Linked DNA regions of Mus musculus: region 2 is linked to region 1. A link is a contact called in public promoter capture Hi-C data. All regions are on one chromosome and are shown on one strand. Each heading gives the region's core, a stretch centred on a gene start, on an enhancer-like site or on the middle of the called end of the contact. The rest is flanking DNA. Distances are from core to core; before and after follow the strand shown.

Evidence for each region. Promoter capture Hi-C pulls out the DNA fragments that hold promoters and counts their contacts.
Region 2: a promoter capture Hi-C map of stem cell-derived epiblast-like cells shows a contact between it and region 1, with 4 times the contacts expected there. The contact joins the promoter of 1700067G17Rik here to the promoter of Hjurp in region 1. A contact is called at or near these places in 3 of 39 promoter capture datasets (embryonic stem cells and stem cell-derived epiblast-like cells).

Annotation. Positions count from the first base shown.
Region 1 is chr1:88,276,325-88,279,515 of GRCm38.p6, forward strand. It overlaps Hjurp (Holliday junction recognition protein), which reads right to left and starts at 1,255. Exons shown (of 8, transcript NM_198652.2): 1 at 1,050-1,255; 2 at 895-961. The coding sequence starts at 1,145.
Region 2 is chr1:89,014,024-89,017,396 of GRCm38.p6, forward strand. It overlaps 1700067G17Rik (RIKEN cDNA 1700067G17 gene), which reads left to right and starts at 2,090. Exons shown (of 3, transcript NR_040471.1): 1 at 2,090-2,349; 2 at 2,523-2,626. It overlaps Gm34194 (a long non-coding RNA gene), which reads right to left and starts at 2,155. Exons shown (of 9, transcript XR_003947921.1): 1 at 1,950-2,155.

The DNA of each region.
Region 1 (3,191 bases), core at 5-2,504:
ACCAACTTGTATAGTCTCAAACTCTTCAGCAACTTCACTGTTCTCATATAACTGACATCAGTTATATATCACTGACAGAATATATCATTGAAGACAGATGGGCAGTCCAAAATACTCCAGACACTGCCTACCCCTTCACAAACAGCCGCAAGAGCACAGAAAAGCCAAGAGTCAGACAGCACACTTATGGATTCCTATATTGCTGTGTCCTGATCCCATCCAGAGAAAAGCAACCTCTTTGTAGAATTAGTTCAGTTTCTGCTTATTTAAAATGCTTACCCAACACGTGCCCTGAACAGCCAATAAGACAAAAGACAGACTGCACTTGTAGACCCCTGGCAGACTGTGATCCGAAATCCGATTTTATCAATAAATTCAGACAAACATCAGGGATGGGTCTTAGGGAAGGATACGACCTCATCAAATAACAAACTTATCCCAGTTAGAGAACCGATGAGGTTTAAGGTAGTAAGTACACTCACAACATTAAATAAAATGCGTCAGAGGTGGCAGATAATGGGGACTGTCCAAAACAGATGGGTCTACATTTATACAGCAAAGCCCATGAGAGCGGAGCAGTCCTGGGTGCTGTTCCAATGGCCTGACAGGTACTCTGGTGATGTTATACACAACCATACGGCTTACCCATGATTGTCAACATCCTTATTTTACAGAGTCACTTGTACCGCTAATCAATTAGCTCGAACTTCCATGCCAGGCATTTTAAAAAACCAGGCTGCACTGTGTCTCCAGGCATTTCTTTCAGAGAAATTAAATTGGAAATCAGCAACTCAGGGATTCAAGGTCCCTAGGAGCAAGGGGGACAAATGCAGCATTGCAAATTCTAGGCCCACTGTTCTGGCCCAGTGCCAACAGGAAGGGAGGGCTTCGTACCCTGGGGCGTCTCGTAGGTTAACGTCCTCATCTCCACCAACGGGTCGTCCTCAAAGGGCTGGTTGTACTGCGGGGAAGGGAGAGCTGGTCAGACTCCGGGGCGCTGGATCCCCGCCCACCGCGCCCTGCCCGCCTCGGCCGCCGTCCCAGCCTACCTTCGCTATCAGCCGCTTCATTAACGTCTGGAAGCGGCTACTGCTTTCCTTAAGCTGCTGATGCAGCCTGCGGTCCTGCCGACCCATAGACTCCATGGCGTACGTGGCTCTCTGCCCGGCACTGCACCCGCCCAAGCCCGTCCACAGATCAAACGTGGCGCCCCGCGCGCTAATAGGGTCTTTCAAAAGTATTTACGCAACCGATCCTGCCCGCGTTTCCGGCCGCCGCTCCCAGGGAGCACTTCCGGTGGAAACGAGAAGGGGAGGGACGAGAGGGAGGGTCCGCCGGAGCGGGTGGAACATGCGCATTACTTCATGCGGCACTCCCGCGTCCCCTAGAGGCTTCTGGGTGAGTTGCCTGTCAAGGCTCCTTCCTGGATCTACCAATTTCCCAGCTCTTGGGAAGGCTTGGGGAAAGCCAGATCCAAATAACGGTCCTGAAAGGAGTCTGGAAAGCCAGTGTTCAAAAACAAGACGCGTGTAAATGTGCTGAACGATATTATAAACGTGACAGAATCTGTGATTTTTATCCTAGGGTTTTAAAATAAACTTTCTCTCCCATTTCTGATTATAGGCTGTTTCTTGATTGTTATCTTGTTCCTTGAGGGGGTAGGTAATTTGGTGTCCATTTTATGAGGGCATTTACTTCGATTAACATTTTAGAACATTTTCAGAATTTTTGGGAGGGGTTGTCTTCTGGCAGAGCTGGGGGATTGAACCCCACTAGTTGGTTTTACTGTGACTTCATAACAGCTACATTTGTTTGCGGGTATTAACGTGATTATCACGATATGGGAATTAATGGAATCATTACTGAGTATCAGGAAGTCCCTTGAGGTGCCTCTCTACTTCTCAGCCTGCCCCCATAATCTTTTCATGCTGTCCCATTGAAACTGAGGGAGGGAAGAAGAGCTTCCAGGCTCATAGACTGTGGATGCCCACGCAATGTATTTGCAACAAGCGCGGAAGTCTCTTTCAAGATCCTGGGCTTCTGGGAGGGCCGTCGGTCGTCCGACTCTCCTGGGATTGGATGGCGGTTGCCTCATCCAATCTGTCCCTACCCCAGTATGAACCTGTTGCCTGTGGGGATGTGAGAAGGTGTTGCTTCAGAACGTTGGTGGTGGCGTCAACTAGATATGCTGTTCTGTCTCCTGAGCACCTCCAAGCCTTCCCCATCCTGATGGCTGAACTTCTCTGCACTGCAAGCTTAAAGTAAAACTTTCCTTCCTTATTTTGCTTTTTGCTAGGTGTTTTCTCACATTAACAAGAAAATATCCGAGACTCTGTCAATTTACAGATAATTTTGACTTCACATAGATCATTCACGACTACTGTGTTAGAAAGAGGCATTAATAGCTCATCAAAGTATGTTTAGTCAAATAGGCGGAGAAGGTTTCAGAATACTGATTGTCATTGAGAAAAATCAATTAAAGCATTTACATATACAAAACAGAACAGGTAATTTGGCCCAAATACTTATGAAAGTTAAGAGGGACCAAATTAAGTATTAAATAATAATAAATATAATATTGTAATAATAAATCTTACCAAGGGTTAATGATAAGAACATTTAGTAAGAAAGCCCTTCAGGGAAAAGGACAAAGGTCAGAAATTGTCAACAAGAGAGGAGGTGCAATGGGCAGTGCTCTGTCTCAAAACTAAGTTAAGGATGAGCAAGAACAAGGTCTGAGGGCGGACATAGGAAGGTGCCACATTTAAACCTATTGCTTTGTAAGTTAACTTACGAAAGTTAAAAGGGACCAAACTAAATAGTCATGTCCAGTCTAGGAGGTTAGCATAATTAACAACAGCCACAAATATTAACTATCAGGGTGAGCGTGAGGAAATGGATCTCTAACCCTTCAGGAGAGCCTTTGTTATGCAATGTTTCCAGAGGAAAGTGCAGCATGGTGTAAAATGGGCTTTCAAAAAACACACCGTACTTTGATGCCATGGGTCAACATTTTGAAACCTAAGCAATGAAAGACCTTGGCAGGAATTTAGCCTGGGGGTGTTTACAAATCTCTAACCACAGTATTTAGTATTGTGAGTGTGCTGGGGATGAGAGTGGGGGTGTGGGAGTGTGTGAGGTTCCATTAAGTTTTGAAGAACTGCATTCATTGACATTTAGAATGACAGGAC
Region 2 (3,373 bases), core at 840-3,339, 740 kb after region 1:
GCCCCATGAAAGAAACAACAGAAGCCTATCCTCAGAAATGGCCCCCGCTCAGCCCTCAAAGCACCTGATTGGCTCTCCATTCCTCTGATAACTATGATGCCTGAGGAGGCTCATCCCAGAGGCATTAGGACTTCCAAAGCCAGCCAGGGTGAAAAAGGAAGCAGATACAGGGCCCAGGCCACAGTGGAAGAGAGGGCAGCCTCAAAGTAGGTGTCTTTTGTGTTCTGAGAACGGTGGAGTTACATTGGATTCATGGATAGAATATGGCAGAAAGTGTCTTCGGGGAGGAACAGGGTGGGAGGTATTATGTGACTTTTTCTGTTCATGTGGGGAGACATGAACCCCAGGTAGGGTACCATCGACAGAGCAGAGAAGCAATTCCACCCAAGCTTTAGGTGGGTGAACCAGTGGGCTTCCTGTGCTTTACTTACAAGAGCATGCTCCTTATAGAAGCATAGATGACTCAAAGCCAGCCCCAGCACGGGACTCGCCAGAGGGGCATCTTTGGAACGCCATGTACAGCTCTGGCTCCTGCAAAGAGTCTCCTCTCTCAAGCAATTTCTAATAGTATATTGCCCCGGGGAGAGCCTTATGAGTCCTGTAACTTTCTCTCTCCATCTAGGAGAGGGTGCATTGAAAGGTCTTTCCTTCAAAGAGAGGGTGCAATTGGGAGGTGACACCTACTACACAAATGGAATCAAGTCAGAATAGAGGTGAGGCCAGGGGACCCAATGTGGTATTCAGAAAATCAGAGCCTAAATCAGAGATTAGCACGCTCTGTAGACAGAGTGGGGGACTGGGCACTGGACTAAAATTAACAGGCAGAGGAGAGCACCTGGCAGGAAGCCCCCACTCCAAGACACCTTTAGCATAGCCAAAATTACCTCAAAAACACAGAGGATCTCCCTAGCACTGCGCCTGGTCAGCCAGACAAGGTCAGACAGGCATCCCAGAAAACATGTGGAAAACACTGACCAATCAGCACCGACTGGAGGAGAAACAAGAAAAATAAGTTGAAATCTACCATAACCAGAAAACACACTAAGGATCTAGCAATAACAATAGAGGTGCTTTATTAAGAAAATATGTTTCTCCTGGCTGTGAGTTCAGGATATGATGATCTAGGGAGGGTTGTATCAGGGAATAAAATGGAAACCAGAAGAGGAGACCTGGTATGGACCTTCAGCCTATGGGCAAACACAGTTGAGTGCACACCTCATGTATATACCATATACAGACACACATAAAATCAAATTGAAAGGTTTAATTAGATTCCATATATAAAAACGAAGTGAAGGCAAAAGCTTAATTCTCAGGCACAGACAGACTCTCTGGAGGATAGGGAGGAAATAGTTAAAGGAGGGGGGTTGGAGGGGAAGACAGCAGGTAAACAGGCTATTGTATGCTCTGAAAACGCCTTCTCAGCCATCACACACCTGCTCAGGATCAGCACAGGCAGCCGTTAAACTTGGACCATTTTGGAGAGAAACACAAGGGAGCCAACTACCGTCCCCTCCCAGACCTCCAATTAAGCGTGGCATCTGCTGAGTCATGAGGTCAGAGCACTCCTCCAAGCAAAAGTGCAGACACCGCCCAAAGTACCTGCGTGCCTGGGAGCTGTGGAAACTAGGAGAGGCACGGGGCGGTTTCTGTGACCAAGCCTGGGCAGGATATAAAAACTCAGCACAGAAGCAGGTCTAACGCGCAGGCAAGGAAGCTTCTGGAAGCCGGATAGGAAAGACATTTCTCCGAGTTGCATTAAGGAAAAACCAACCCCTACCCTCACCCTTGCCCCTGTCTGTCTCTGTCTCTCTAATTTCTGACAATAAAACATTTTCTCTGATTCGACAAGTTTTCTCCCTTCTTTACAGTTCTGCCTGGCTTTCTTTTGCTATGATAAAAACCAAAACTAAAAGCAACTTGGAAGTGAAAGGGTCTGTTCCCCTTACCTCTCTGCGGTTCCCAGTTTTGCTTCTGATTTCAAAGCGGTTACTCCACCCCCAACCTGAAACTCAGTGTTCCGATGTTCCTTCTCTGTTCCTGAATAAGGAAGCCTCGTGGTGCCAAGTCTAGGTGTGGACTCTTAACTGAGGCCATTTTGTTCTAGTGACCCTGGAGGGCGAACTCCATCTTTAACTCAAAAAACATCTGTCTTTCTTCGTCTCCCTTTTGGTTTCGACCTCCTGAAGTGCACGAGGTCTCCCCCTCTCCGGGCTGCTCACACCTCTTCCCTTCCTTTCCCCTCCATCTCTTTTTCAGACCATTGGCTTCTATCTCAGTAGCGGGGATGTTTCTCAGGCTCCTGGTCTACTCAGCCAGCAGCGCTCCATTTCTTCAGCATCAGATATGGTACTCACTGCCTTCCCATGCCCACGGTCCTCAACTCCAGCTCCTTGGCGGCTTTCCCACTCAGGAACCCTCTGTGGGTTCCCTCCCCTCCTCAGCAAACACTCTTGTTTTTTGTTTTTTGTTTTTTGTTTTTTCTGAAATTGCAGGTGACTTTCTATCCCTAATTCTTAGAGGCAGCAGGCTCTGGTGGTTCACTGTCAAGAAACTAGATGGATTCTGACACATGTGATCTAAGTTCCTTCCTTTAAGTGCCTTCTGGACTCCGTGAAATTTAAAGGCAAGTAAAACAAATAAATTTTCCCAGGCCACCTCAGACATATGTATCCTGTAGAGACCAGTGAGGGAGATGGAGCCTCGCTATAGTGACCCAGGGCATCGTCTAATAGAGATTTTTTGTGCTGGATTTCTTCTCACGCCCACAGCCAGCGCTAGAACACAATAACCAAAATATCTTGATTCATCCAAAAATAATCTTCACCTCAAAAGCCATTTTTAATTGGCAGATAAAATTGTATAAATTATCATGTACTGCATGCCATTCCAAAGTATATACACATTGTGCAATGAATAATTTGGTTAATTAATGTATGTGTTGTTTTGCATAGTTAGTATTTGAAGTGAGACTATATAAACTCTTAGCATTTTCTGAGAACATAATATGTATATTAACTATTACTATACTGGTGCTGTAGCGTGTGGTAAGTCTCTTGAAGTTACTCTTTATGTCCAATCATGTTTGTCTTCCTCCACTGACACTCCCCAAAGTTCCTCCTTCAACAATCCAGTCACCGTTCTACTCTTTCTCTGTCTCTCTCTGTCTCTGTCTCTCTCTATATGTGTGTGCATGTGCGTGTGTGTGTGTGTGTGTGTGTGTATTGAACTCATATTTTTTAGATTCCACACATCACTGAGGTCATGATGTATTTGCCTTTCTTTGTCTAACCTCTTCATATACCATAATGTCAGGTTCATTTAAATTGTCTCAAATGTTAGGATTGCCTTTCTTAGGGCTGAATAGTATATT